Linked DNA regions of Urocitellus parryii: region 1 is linked to region 2. Evidence: chromatin contacts called from public Hi-C data. All regions are on one chromosome and are shown on one strand. The core of a region is the stretch at or near the end of the contact, and the rest is flanking DNA. Distances in the headings are between cores, read along the strand shown.

Evidence for each region. A called contact is a pair of places that touch in the nucleus more often than the background predicts.
Region 1: a Hi-C map of muscle shows a contact between it and region 2, with 6 times the contacts expected there. The contact joins the promoter of Znf639 here to the promoter of Pik3ca in region 2. A contact is called at or near these places in 2 of 2 Hi-C or Micro-C datasets (liver and muscle).

Annotation. Positions count from the first base shown.
Region 1 is chr2:139,073,829-139,081,286 of mUroPar1.hap1, forward strand. It overlaps Znf639 (zinc finger protein 639), which reads left to right and starts at 1,707. Exons shown (of 6, transcript XM_026382868.2): 1 at 1,707-2,141; 2 at 3,864-4,090; 3 at 6,142-6,210; 4 at 7,400-7,458. The coding sequence starts at 6,153.
Region 2 is chr2:138,914,080-138,920,686 of mUroPar1.hap1, forward strand. It overlaps Pik3ca (phosphatidylinositol-4,5-bisphosphate 3-kinase catalytic subunit alpha), which reads left to right and starts at 4,046. Exons shown (of 21, transcript XM_026382822.2): 1 at 4,046-4,367.

The DNA.
Region 1 (7,458 bases), core at 457-2,956, 160 kb after region 2:
TTCTATAATGTGGCAAAAATTTAGAAGGATGAGGATTAAATATTCCTAAATCAAAACTATAATGGAATTTAGTAAACTATAAGTTGGTATTTTGAGATTTCAAAGTTTCACTCAAGTTGCCACCCTCCTTTGGAGGGGGAGGTGGGGGAGGAGAGGAAAAGGAAGAACTTACAATGAAACTGTAAATATACATAGTCAAGCTACTCAAAGAATTTTAAATTGCCTTTGATTTGTGATTATGTTACAAGACATCTAAACATTGTAATTCTCTTCTAAGTGGAAGTGTGAGAATTTTTCAAAATAATGCACTGGGTAGGAGAGGGGAAGATGTGTGTTTAACTACAAAACGTTTTGGAATAAAACTTCATCCTAGAATGCAGACTGACACAAGACTACCCAGCGAGCAAAAATAACTAAAGATGGTCGCATGACACCCTCTTGTGGCTTCCACTATATCTAGATCAGGAAACAACAGAACCAGCAGAGAAGGAAGGGAAGGATATAGGTGGTTCTTTATAAATTTATGTATCAATCGCGTATGGATTCCCTGTTCTGTGCCAGGGACAAACTATACTACAAAACAGCTTTAAGTCTCTTCGTACTTATCCAAGTCATACCAACACTCGTGAACATTCGTTTATTTGAACTGAATACACACGAAGATTATGAGGTCATAAAAATTAAGGCTCACCAACAAGTAGTGTCTCTTCTAAATACCATATAGTTTTATTTCCTTAGAGAGGGTGAAGGAATGGGGTAAGGTCTGTTTCCTCCTTTCCAGAGGTTCATTGGTTAATTAGCACATGCGTATCAGAAAAAGCACAACAGAAGTAAATTAAAAACCATGATTGCTGACATGACTTTCCAAGTGACCTTAGACAAGGATTATTATATATGGACCTCATTCATTCATTTCATAATTATTTGAACCCTGGGTGCTTGGCTATAAAAATAAAGTGTCAATCTCTCACAAGCTAAATTTTCTAATTTGTAAATTGAGACTAATTACTTCAACCTGTTGTCAAAAGGATTAGGGGTTGGGGGTAAAACTCAGTGGTAGTGTTTTGTATGCACCAAGACCTGGCTTCCATTCTCAGTATGGGGGCTGAAGGGGATTCAACATGATCACACTTAAAAGTTGCTTTCTTTCAAAGTACACACTTCACCCCTGAGCTGTATTCTCAGCCCTACAGGTCATTTTAAAAACCGTGTTCATAAATTTATTTATGCTCGTTCAATTTAATCCTTTCATTAGCTGCTCAAGGAACCTCTAGGTCGGAAAAGGAGTGAAATAATCTAATCCAGCACTCTATATAATTTCACGTTCGTTCCAAGATTTCTTGAGCCAACGAAACGGGCTGAAGCCTAATAGCCACTCAAGATCTTAACAAGTGTCACTTCTCCATGTGGACACGATCCTAGCCCGGTGTGGTTCTTCTGTGGGGCCTCGGTAAAACCATGACGCGGCCTTGCCCTTTTTGTCGCCAACAGGGTGCTGGCATGCTTTAGGACTGAAATGCCATCTGCCTTGCCTAACCTGGGCAAGATCAGTCGCGTTACCGCCCTTGCGAGAGCACTGTCGCAAGGGGGACTGCTTGCACGCCGCGCTTCTTCGGTTCCTCGCAGCGCGGGAGGGAGGACGGAGCAGCCGGGGGGAAGTTCGTCCGGCCGCCTGGCTAGGAGCAGTTCTAGGCGGTGGAATCACTCGCTGCGTTTCCTCGGGAGGGGCGGAACCTCGCCCGGAAGGGGCCTGTGGCGGCGGAAAGGCGCCGGCAGGGGGCGCGGGCCTCCGGGCCACCCCCGGGGTGGAGGCCGGTGGTCCCTCCCAGGCCGAGTGTGCGGCAGGGCCGTGCACCCGCCCCCCCACCCTCCATCACCTCGTCACCTCCCCGCCCTCTCCTCTGGCCCCCGAGGTGATCGGCGCAGGCGCGGAGCGAGGCGGTGAGTGTGGCCGCGCAGCCTGGGCCTGGGGCCTAGCGGGCTGGGCTTGGGGCACGCGGGAGGGAGAGGGCCGGTCCTGACAGAGCGCCCTGGAGCGCGAGGGCCTGAGCGGCGTCGCCCGCAGCCCGCGGCCCTCTCCGCCCGCGCTCGGCCGCAGCCACCTCAGCTGTGCCTGGGCCGCCTGGGGCCCCGGGGAAACGGTGAGTGTGAGGGAGGAGCGGACGGGCTGGGCGCTGGACTGGTGCAGGGGACGCCGGCGTGCGGGCGCATCTTCCAACGGGAGAGGGCTGGAAGGGCCGGAGGCTTCCTCAAACTGAAACCCTGCCTTCGTTTAAGGCGGGATGGCGTCCCCTCCCCCACCCCCAGAGCCGGTCCTGACTGGCCGAGGACTCTGAGGACCCCCGCGCCTCTCCCTTCAGGGCGCCCTTGGGGTCGTGGTTTGGAGTTCCCCAGCGCCAGCCGCTAGTGGCTGGGCCGGGTCGAGGCGGGCGCGTGGCGCTCAGTGGAGGCGGCGGGGGCCGAGGATTCTTGCCCGGCCCCTGGGACGGGCATGTGTTTTGCGGCGTGGTGCCACGCTGGCCCTCCCGCCCTGCCCGGCAGCTCCGTGACCCTCCGGCGGCGCATCTTGGTGCTCGCGTCGGTCCCGGCGCCCAGTCTCCCAGAGCTGCCCAGACCCACCCGTTCGGGTGCTTAAGCCCCCTCCCGCCACCCTCTCTGGCTTTCTTTGAAGTGCAGCCTAGGGACACCAGTAAATTAAGCAGTTTATCTCCTTACAAAGAGATACCGATTGTGCTAGAGTATTTCAGTGGAGACTGAGTCCGAGTTGGATATATAGTGGACTCTAGTTCATACTTTCCTGAAACATTTTGTTTCAATTTTTAAAAAAAAATCTAGAAAATATATACTTATTTTTATGAAGATAAAAAGGGAAGTTTAGCTCTTTTAAAACTTGTTTAAAATGTAGCTTCTTATTGTAAAGATGTCTTATAGCATTTAGCAAGAAAGACTTTTGCATTGCACAAAAGGCACAGTATGAGAACTGTTTTTTGTATATAGACATTCTTGTTGAAAAAAATGACGGGTGAAAATATGCTAACTTGTATTGCTAAAATACTTTTTCAAAAAAAAATGTTTCTTATAGCCCCCCCCCCTTTGTGAATGTATACCACATCATAGGAAGAAGTGTAGGTGTACATATCAAAATGTTAATAGTGGTTTTTCCAGGTAAATGGATTGTAGGTGATTTGCTCTTTTTAGTAATTTTAATTTTCCCGCGGGGAAACATTATGTATAGTTTGTACTTAAGTGGGGAGAGGGGAATGAGTGGTAAGTTGCATGTGATTCAAAATCTTTGTGATAGGAGGAGAATTGGTGAGCAAATATTTGTTTTGGTACTGACACTGAACCTAGGGGTGCTCAACCACTGAGTTACAGCCCCAGCCCTTTAAAAAAAAATAATAATTTTTTTTTTTTTAATTTGGAGATAAGGTAAATCGCTGAATTGCTGAGGCTGGCTTTGATCTTATGCTTCTCCTTCCTCAGTCTCCCCAGTGGCTGGGCTTATAGGTGTGTTCTGCCGCCAAACCTGTTTTAGTGAATAAATGTTTATATTGATAGCTTTGAATAAAAAAAATCAAATTTCTTCATCAAGATAATTATGCATACAAAAACTTTTTGTTGTTTTAGAGTGTATAGAATATGAATTCTGAAGCTTTTGGCTATATAAATTCTCGAAGTGTATAAAAGGTTTTATGTCTTGGAATTTTAGCTTATTATATAAAGATGAAAATAGCCTTTTTGATATTTGGATGCATTGGATTGGGCTGGAAACTCAAAAGAATGCTCTTTAGGTTGTTGGGTGGGCATTTTATATATGCTGGGTGAGGCATTTATATCATTTCTGTAAAATTCATGTTTGTCAGTTTTTCTTAGGTGATGGTCTTCCCCTCCTTACAATTGTTGGCCGAGAAAGAACTGGAAACAAGATGTAACTTGTTGGTGGCAGTGCTTAGCCATGAAGATGTACCCACATACAGTTAGAGTTATTCAATGTCCAGGAATCAGAAGACATGTATTTGCATCTCTGGTTTTGCCATTTCTTAGTTGACTTGACTTTCACTGAATATGTTTCTTCATCAGTAAAATTGAGGTGGGTTGAACAGTAAGCCTCTCAGTGTACATCACGGAATTTTTTAAAAGACAATCTAGAATAAGGGTTAGGAAAATCCTTAATAAACTGAAGTAATATATTACTATATGATTGCATCTAGTGCTGATATACCCAGAACTTAGTAAAGCAGCAAAAATAGTATGTACCCCTCAATTCTTTATCACTAGAAATGAGAAAATCACCTTGGTGTTAAGAAAAACAGCACATGAGACTGGATTTCGGTTTCTGGCATTCCCTCCTTGCCCATGCTTCTGTGGACAGGCACTCTTCTGAAATTCGGGGGTAGTTCTGATTTAAACACTAATCTACTGGAACTGGATTGGTGACTTTATCTCCCTATTTGTTTCCAACACTAAATAAAGTAATTGAAGACTTTGTTTCTAAATTGGTTAGATGTGGCTAGGGATGTAGCTCAGTGGTAGAGCAACCTAAGGCCCTGGGTTTATTCCCCAGGACCAAAAAAAAAAAAAAAATTTTTTTTTCTAATAAAATTAGTTAGACTTATATTCAAATCCCAACCTCACTACTTAGTAGCCAACTTTGATTAATCAATAACAAGGAGTAAATAATAATTTGGTGAGGGTGTTATGGATTTTGCATAACAGGTTCACAGTTTGCTGTATGGCTGGTTAAGAACCTTAACCATTTCAGGTCTATGATTCAGTATTTGTTTTCTCTATGTTTACTTCCCATTCAGCTGAATATATTAAAATATTAATGCAGATTTATTCCTATTTTGAGGTCATTCATGGCTATAACTTTAGAAGGTAAAGTCAAAGGAATATGAAAAATTTATATAAATAATCACATCAGTATATACAATTTTTAGTGTTTAGTAAAATATACTCAAGGGCTGGGGATGTGGCTCAAGCGGTAGCGCGCTCGCCTGGCATGCGTGCGGCCCGGGTTCGATCCTCAGCACCACATACAAACAAAGATGTTGTGTCCGCCAAAGACTAAAAAATAAATATTAAAATTCTCTCCCTCTTTCCCTCCCTCCCTCCCTCCCTCCCTCTCTCTCTCTAAAAAAAATACACTCAAAAGAGTATTATGCTTGAATTATTTCTTTATACTTTTCTAGTTAATTAAATATCTGGAATAATTGTAGTTTTGAATCTCAGAAATGAGCCACACTTTTGCTTATATGACTTTTGTCATGTTTAACTTACAGGTATTTTTTTTACCATCTGTGGAAACTTTGTAATTCATTTTTCCTCACTGAAATATTAAGAATTATACCAAGTAAGTGGTATATAAAATTATATAACTGTTTTATAACTGTTCATGTGGGAGCCAGGCATGGTGGTGTATGCCTATAATCCCATCACCTTGGGAGGCTGAGGCAGGAGGAAGGGGATTTCAAGGCCAGCTTGGGCAAGTTAGTGAGAACCTGTGTCAAAAAATGAAAAGGACTAGGTATTGCTCAATTGTAGAATGCCCCAGTACCACAAAAAACAAAAACAGTTGATGGTAAAATAATCATATAATGGTTGCCACACCTTTTCTGACTCAGTAGAATAGCAAATGTGACTTTATCAATAAGTTAAGGATTTTTTTTTCTTAAAAATTATTTATATTCTGAGGTTCTATGTGATGCATATTTTTTTTTGGAAGCTGTGAGTCAATACAGAGGTGTAACAATATATTTTTTAGTGTAGCCACCTTTAGCTTGAAATCTGAATAAAAATATTCCCAATTGCAGGAAATGTGATTTGATAGCATAATGGGCTTTTTAAAATAAAAATTTTAAGCATAAGTTTTATTATAATTATCCAATTCTTATAATTACAACATTTGAAAAAGAATTTCTCCATCTTAGTTAGAAAGAATGCAGAAATCAGTGTCCTGTCTCTAAGCTTAATAGGAAAAGTAATCAAAAATATAAACAGAGACATTGTATAGCATTTCTCATACAAGGTTTATTTTCATGTGGCACACACATTTCTTAGTGCAATTCTTTGGTTAGAAATAATTCTTAATACAACATTAACAATTATTTGTGATATTTATTAAATGTTTTTACTTTTTAGATTGAAAAGATATGAATGAGTATCCTAAAAAAAGAAAAAGGAAGACTTTACACCCTTCTCGTTATTCAGGTTAGTGTATAAGTTAATTAATTTAAAGGTGAGTGTGTATATTTTCGAAGAAATTGTATTCTTATCCATTTTTTCAAATGATTAGATAAGACTTAATATCTGATCAATTTTCAGGTCAGATAAATTTTAAATTCTCTGAATATATATTCCTTATTGTCTACCATGTGCTAGAGACAGACATGTTAGAACTTTAAAGACATTATTGTATTTAATTTTCATAATTCCATGGGTTATAGATATTTAAAATTTGTTAACCATCGTTACGAATTATATAGCATAATTGAGCTTTCCTGTCTGATTACCAAGCTGTGCTTAAGACACAATGATAATTTGAAAATATTTTGCATTACTGAGGGAACAAAACTTTATCCTATACATTCTTTTCAGAAATGTGAACTTTCAATTTGACTATGTGATTGAAGTTGGCTGTGTTGTATTGGCAATATGAAGAGGTCTTTATGGCCATTTCTGATATAGCTTACACATACTTGAGACAGTCTCAGACATACCTGTTAGCTTACTCCATGCTCTTATTCTTCTTATCTGAGGAAATTAAGCCTGGTCTACTGCTTACTGGTGTTTCCCAGGCAAAACTTGAAGAGATTATATTCAGAAGCTTTCATTGGACTCCTCAGGCCATTTCCCCTATGTATTATGCTTTCTTTGCCTGATGGCATACCTCTCACTGTTTTGTGCAGTTAACAAGGCATTCATTATATATTTGTATTTTTTTCCCCCATGGTGCTGGGGATTGAACCCAGGGCCTTGCACATGCAAGGCATGCACTCTACCAACTGAGCTATATCCCAGCCCTATGTATTTGTATTTTGTGAGATTCTGATTGTAAGGAAAATTTTATTCTTATGTATTTCAAAGTTATTATATTTTAGAGTCTGTAATTTATGCTTTTCTTAAAGCTAAATGTCAGTAGATCTGAAATATAAAAGTTTAAAACTGAGAAAAATACACTTTCATTATAGATGCTATATTTTTTTTTATCATTAAAATTTGTGCCGAAGACATAGCTCAGTGGTAGAGTACTACTTACATAGTATTCACAAGGCCCTGGGATCCAGAAGGAAGGAAGGGAGGGAGGGAGTTATCTTCTAAATAATGTGAATTTGAATATGTTAAAGATATATGTATGTTTGAAACATTTTAAAATTTTCTTTCATTGTTTTATATTCAGATTCCTCTGGAATAAGCAGAATTGCAGATGGATTCAATGGGATTTTTTCTGATCATTGT
Region 2 (6,607 bases), core at 2,796-5,295:
GAACCAGGAAAAAGGGCCTCTAAGGTATGGGGAACTTCCAGAGGAAAGATCTGTAAAAGGGGAATCCCCTAATTCTGTATGGAAAGCTTCACAAGTCTGGAGCTCACCCAGAGTTTGTAAATGTTGAACAGATCAGAAGAAATATAGCAAGATTTTGAGACTTGAACTAAAATGTAAACTACAGCTCTAGTGTCAGACTACCCTCTAAGTAACACATGCACAGGGCAGGCCCAAAGCACAATAGAAAAGGCATTGAAAACTGAACTGAGATCACAAGATTCACTCAATCATGTTGATTGCCTACTAAAACAAACAAATAAAACTTTAGCTTTATCCAGATCACAAGAGGACCCAGAATGAAATCAACATTACTTTCAAATTTTATAATTCCAAAGTTACTTGACACATTAAAAAACAACAACAACAAAAATACAATCAACACATGCCAATACTGAGATGCCCCAATTGTTGACATTTTCAGAGAAAGACTATAACAGCTACTAACTGTGGTCTCTAAAGTCTAACAAACCTCAAAGGAATGCAAAATACATGTTCCAGCACACACACACACACACACACACACACAAAGAACAAAACACCTAACATCATCATCAAACACACACACACACACACACACACAACAAACAAACAAACAAAAAACCCTAGTTAAAAATCTAACTTAATAATGAAGAATTGAAAAATAACTAATATTTTAAAGATACCTTGGTGGGTTCAGTAGCAAAACAGATATCAAGAATCAGAAGTAAGTAACTTAGAAGATAGATTAACACAAAATATCCAGTAGAGACAGATATGAGGAACAATAAAGAGGAGAAAGTTGAAAAAAAATTAACAGTGCTTTAGAGCCATGTAGGACAATATCAAAACATCTAATATTTATTAGATTCCTGAAGAAAATTGGGGAAGAAAAAAATATTTGAAAAAATAATTGCTAAAAACTTTCCAAATTCGTTGAATTACATAAATTTATAAGCTCAGAAACTTAACAAACCCAAACAGAATAAATTATAGAAAATAACAACTAGAAATATAATTAAACCACTGAAAACCAAAAAACTTAAACCTTGAATTAATATAGGAAAAAAAAAAAACGAATTGCATCCTATTTGAATGACCACAGACAGGTCCTGAAGATGATGAGGGAAAAGTGTTAAAGTATTGAGATAGAAAAAGAAAAAAACAAACAAACAAAAACAATCCCTGTTACCCAGTCTTCTATAATCAGCTAAACTATCTCAGGAATTACAGTAAAATTAAAATGTTCTTAGAAAAATGAAAACTAATAAAATTTGTCAATGCTAAATTTCTTTAGATTAAAGAGAAATGATAGTAGAAAGAGTATAGCAAAGGAGTGGTAAGAGACAATGGAAAGCATATATGGTTGCAAGTATTCTTTTGACATTTTATTTGAAATTGTATAATATTAACACAAGTAGACTTTGAACATTTATGTATAGTAGAACCCATGAAGCAACTACAGAAGGAGAAGGAGAAGAAGAAAGAGGAGGAGGAGAAATATGTCTATCTCTCCAAAAGACAATATATAAAGTGTTTAAAAATGTTCAGCTATTTCAAAAGAAGGCAGAAAAGTAGGAACATTAAAACAAAAACATAGGGGACAAATAGAAATCAAATCACAAATAGTAAGCCTAAATCCTATACCAATAATTACAGTAAATGCAAATCATCTAAATACAGCAATTAAAAGGCAGAGATTAGAGGTTCTTTTAAAAAAGACAATATATGCTACCTACAGACAATCCACTTTAAATACACACACAAAAAAAAGATAGGAGAAGATATAAAATGCAAACAAATCAAAAGAAAGCTGGAGTGGCTATTTAACATGAGACAAAGTAGATTTCAAAAGAAGGATAGAGAATGTGGCTCAGTGGTAGAGTGCTTGCCTAGCACACACAAGGCCTTGAGTTTCATCCTCAGCACCACACACAAAAAAAAAGAGGAAAAAATTGCAAACATTTCTTAAAATATGATGAAACATGTAAGACCCACGATCACTAAAGAAGCTAAAGGCATAGACTGTGAATTAAGTAATAAATGCTATTCCCACACCAATAAATACTTTCATGTACTTTTTAAGAGGATGCATTCTATCCCGTGTTTATTCCTAGTCTGGAGGAAGGCACTGGTCTTGCATGGGTATGTGGGGAAGGCTCACTGGAATCCATATACAGGTGTGTAAATTTTTCCTCTTCATGGGCATTTCTTTCTTTAATTTTCTTTACCTGCTCCCCTAACATATCATCCAATCATTTCAATTGCAAAACGACAGTAAATAACATATATACAATCTGTCAGTCATTGCTTCACAACAGGTATGCATTCCAAGAAATCTTTAGGCAATTTTGTCATGGTGTGAATACATAAGAGTGCATTTACAGAAACTAAGATGACTACATCACTATGATTAAAAAAAAATGTCATACATTCAAGTACCAGATATGGCACTTTCTGCTTTTAAGACACGATTTAATAGCAAAAATCATATAATTAGCATCATTTTACTTATTAAAAATAAATTTCAGAAAGAAAAATTTCTTTGGCGTGAATTTTCCCCACCAAGCACTAGCTATTAGTATCTCCTAGAACTTTGTGCTTGAAAACACTACCTTAAGATCCTAAGATTTACCTTGACTATCATTTCAGTGTTGTTTTTAATTCTCTGCTCCTGAATAACACAATGTTCTGAAACTACTGAAAACACTAGGTCAAGAAAAATATCGAGAAACATAAAACCCTAGAGTGTGAGATGAAAACCAGTGCTTAGGAAGAAAGAAAAAACAGGAAATACAGAAATACACTCAAGTGAAACTATGACCGCACAGAGGATTGGGTCTCATATAAGATTGGGTTACAAACATGTCGTGTTCAAGAAGACTGGTATTGGTCGTTTTTGCTTCGGATGCTGAGTAGACTGTAACATCTCTAGAGCGGGATACTGCCAAATCGTATGGCCTTAAAAATTCAAGGGGGATGAGACGCGGGAAAACTTTTATCTCAGACTTCTGATCACAGCTCCTACCCCTTTTCAATACAATAAAAGACCACTAGAGGGAGAAAACTCAGAGAACAGGAGCCTTAGCAGTAACCTCAAAAGATTCCATTACTGTACTCTCACACAAAAAGAATGCTTTGGTAAGCAACACCGAGACACCAAACACCCGGAATCTAGTCTATTGCCAACATAGCTTTTCTGAAGCTTGTTGACTGTACGTGGAAAACAAACAAACAAAAATTTTTCTGAATAGTCAAGACGAGAATCCTAAAAATTAACTCAAATTAGGAGAAAAAAAGAGCGGGGGCACAGTAAAAGGTCTTCCCAAAGCGAGTCAAAGGATTGAAGAGGCCTGTGGCAGTGCATTCTACCTTTGGGATGGGCTACAACCTAAACTAATGTTGGCAGAAGGACGCGCAGCAACTCTGTAATAAGCCTTCTTTACAGAATCGACAGTCACTTTTGGTTAGCCACTGACAGCGGAGGTTAGTCAACGAGCTCTCTTCGTTTTCCCCCAACGAATCTTTCCTCTATGGGCATAAAAGTGAATAAACGCACTCGCTCCCAATAATCCTTTCTATACCTCTACCCTAGCCTGCCCGTCGCTTGTAGAAACAAATATATGACACATACGCTGTCCTAGGATGACACAACACCCTCACTACTGCAGAAGACCAGGCATCAACAGATACTCGCCAAAAACCCAGCCCCACTGACACCCCCACTCCGGGCGGAAAAGCATAGCGCAGGCGCAGTAGCACGCTGTTGGCCGCTTTGCCCACTTCCCCCGCCTCCTCGCCTCAATTTCACTTCCGTTCTGTTGCACATCTACTTCCGGGGCATTGCAGACTCGGCCCCTCCTTAGCTCTAACCCTCCTCTGCCCGAGGGGGGGAGTCGAGGGGGTGGGGAAGAGTTCGTTGTTTGTTTACACGATGTGAGCGGAAAAAGAAACCAATAAAGTTTATTCTGGAAACAAAAGGAAAAAAAACAGGGGCGACAGAGAAAGGAGACGGGGGCGGGGGCGTGTGGCGGGGGCTAGCGAGAACAGCGAGCAAGAAGGAGAAAGCGGCAGTTCCGGTGCCGCCGCTGAGGTCTCGGGCTGCTACTACTGCGGCCGCTGGGGCTGGGGCTGGGGCCGCCGGCGAGACAGGGCTCGGGCCCGGCCGGGCAGCTCCGGAGCGGCGGGGGAGAGGGGCCGGGAGGCGGGGGCCGTGCCGCCCGCTCTCCTCTCCCTCGGCGCCGCTGCCGCCGCCGCCGCCGCCGTCGCCGCCGCCTGCGGGGCTGGGACCCGATGCGGTTAGAGCCGCGGAACCTGGAGGAGCCCCAAGCGTGAGTATAGCGCGGACTGGCCGGGAGTGGCGCGATGGGGATGGGGACCGGGTGGGTGCCGGGGAGTCCTGGGCGCGCCCGCTGTGTTGGGCGGGGGCTACGGCCGGTCGTCTGCCAGCGTTGGCCCGCGGCAGAGTTCGCCTGCGATCGCCGCTCCCTCTGCCTTGTACGCCTCGCCTGCCCCTGGCCTCTCCTAGCTGCAGAGGCTAGGGCTCACCGCTGCCTCTCCTTTCTCCCTCCGGCCGCCGCCTCGCTCCTTGTTTCCTTCCCCTCCCATTTTTGGGGATGGGGCGGCTGGAGGCAGAGGAAGTGCACCCAGGGCCGCCGCCCCGGCCACAGTGGCTGGGTCTCGAGTGCCCCGCACGCCCACCCGGCCCGCGGGTGGCAGGGCTGCCGCGAGCACCGCGGCGTGAGGGAACTCTGAGCTCTTCAGAGGGGCTGTCACGCCCGAGTACTCTGGCCGCCCAGCCCGGCGACCCTGCATTTTCTCTTACTGGGTTTAAATCGCCCGGTAGGGGTATGGAAGGAAAACCTCTCCCCCCCACCTCACAGTTCCCCTCCCACCCTTCCTTTCGAGGTTGTTTTTTCCTTTTAACCAGACAGTCAAACGTTTAGATCTTTCATTCATAGACCTGAGACATTGTCTCATGTGACTTGTTTCTTTACTAAGTCTTTTATGTGATGCCTGTTTCATAGCTCCTAAGTGGCTCAGAAAGATAGGGTAGCGCCCAGGATTGGGCTATGTAAACACCAGACGTTCAGCCAGTGTGTTTTGACCGCAGCTTGAGGGATTTATTTTAGGATGCTAGAGGAATAGTGGTGGTGGTGGCCAACCATGTTACTAGACTTGGGAATCGGAATCGAAAGCTATTTTCTTAGATGTCAGTAATTAGGGAACTGTTTACATAGTTATATAAAGGGTAAGGGGAGCACAACAAAAGGGGGCTTTGTAGAACAAGTCTGCATGTTCTTTAATGAATTAGAGTTGTGATTTCATCTTCATGAAGCTTCCTCATTCCACCACTGCGCCTTTGTGCACATGCAGAGCATGGATTTGTGGGACGATGTTTTGTATCATAGTTTGTGGAGGCCAGGGGGGAAAAATCCTAGAAAACTTGGGTAGGTAAATTTCAGGTAATCGGGTGATTTTTTTACTGCGACTCTGAACCACTTTCGACAATGTTGATCGTATGTTTTCGTGCTTAGAAACTATGTTCTCTGGGTATTTGTTTACTTTGCACTGTACAGAATTCGTTATGTGTCAGACTGCGTATTCTAAGGAAGGTCCTGGAAAATACTTAAGATACCATGTTGCTAAATTAGTTTTGTTAATCAAAACACTTTGTTTTTTTTTTTACTAGTGGACCCTCAAAGAACTACAGTGTAAGATTTTGTTAGCATGACTGTATATGTAAATTTTAAAAATTTTTAACTGAAGCATTGAATTCTGGTTGGTAGCATAGATCACCATCTAAACATCACATGTTCTGGAAAATTATAATTATCAGATTAACTGTTCTGCAGTATCATCAGTCAAAATTATCTCGAGAGCCGTGTGTGTGTGTGTGTGTGTGTGTGTGTGTGTGTGTGTGTGTCTCTGTGTGTCTCCTAGCGCACAAATGTGTGTTCAGTGTTTTTTGTTTTTGATTTTGTTTTTGTTTTTTAAACTTATGGTTTGGGACAGTGTTTGGGTGGAAATAAATAACTTTACCCAAGTTATTTTGCAGTTTTCAAAACAATGTTTTTCCGTTAAAATTACAAAATTGGTAACTGAAAGAATGGTAGCATGACAAAATAGAAATAACAACATGATGGAAATAAGAAAATAATGAATTTAACATTTTATAATCGATTGAGTATGAATTGAAAGGCAGTCCTACCAGTAGTAATTAAAGAATTTAAAATGAAACACATATAAATGCACAACAGTGATTTTATTTATCTAAAGTTTTTTTTTAATTAGGCTAATTGGGTATAGCATTAAAGAAGTGCAGTTAAATACAAATAGTGTATGTAAACTGAAAATATACTCTATGAGAGTGTATATTTTCATGGAGCTAAATATATGTAATAGAAGAGCAGTGACTCTGCCTGGCTCTATGCATGGAACAGTCCTGGAGGCAGAGCTTCCTTCCTGTCAGGATAAACTCCTCTCCATCCCAAATCAGTATTCCTTTAAAAAAATAATAATAAAATAAAAAACACCTATATTTAGAAATAAAAAACTTATGTGACATAAA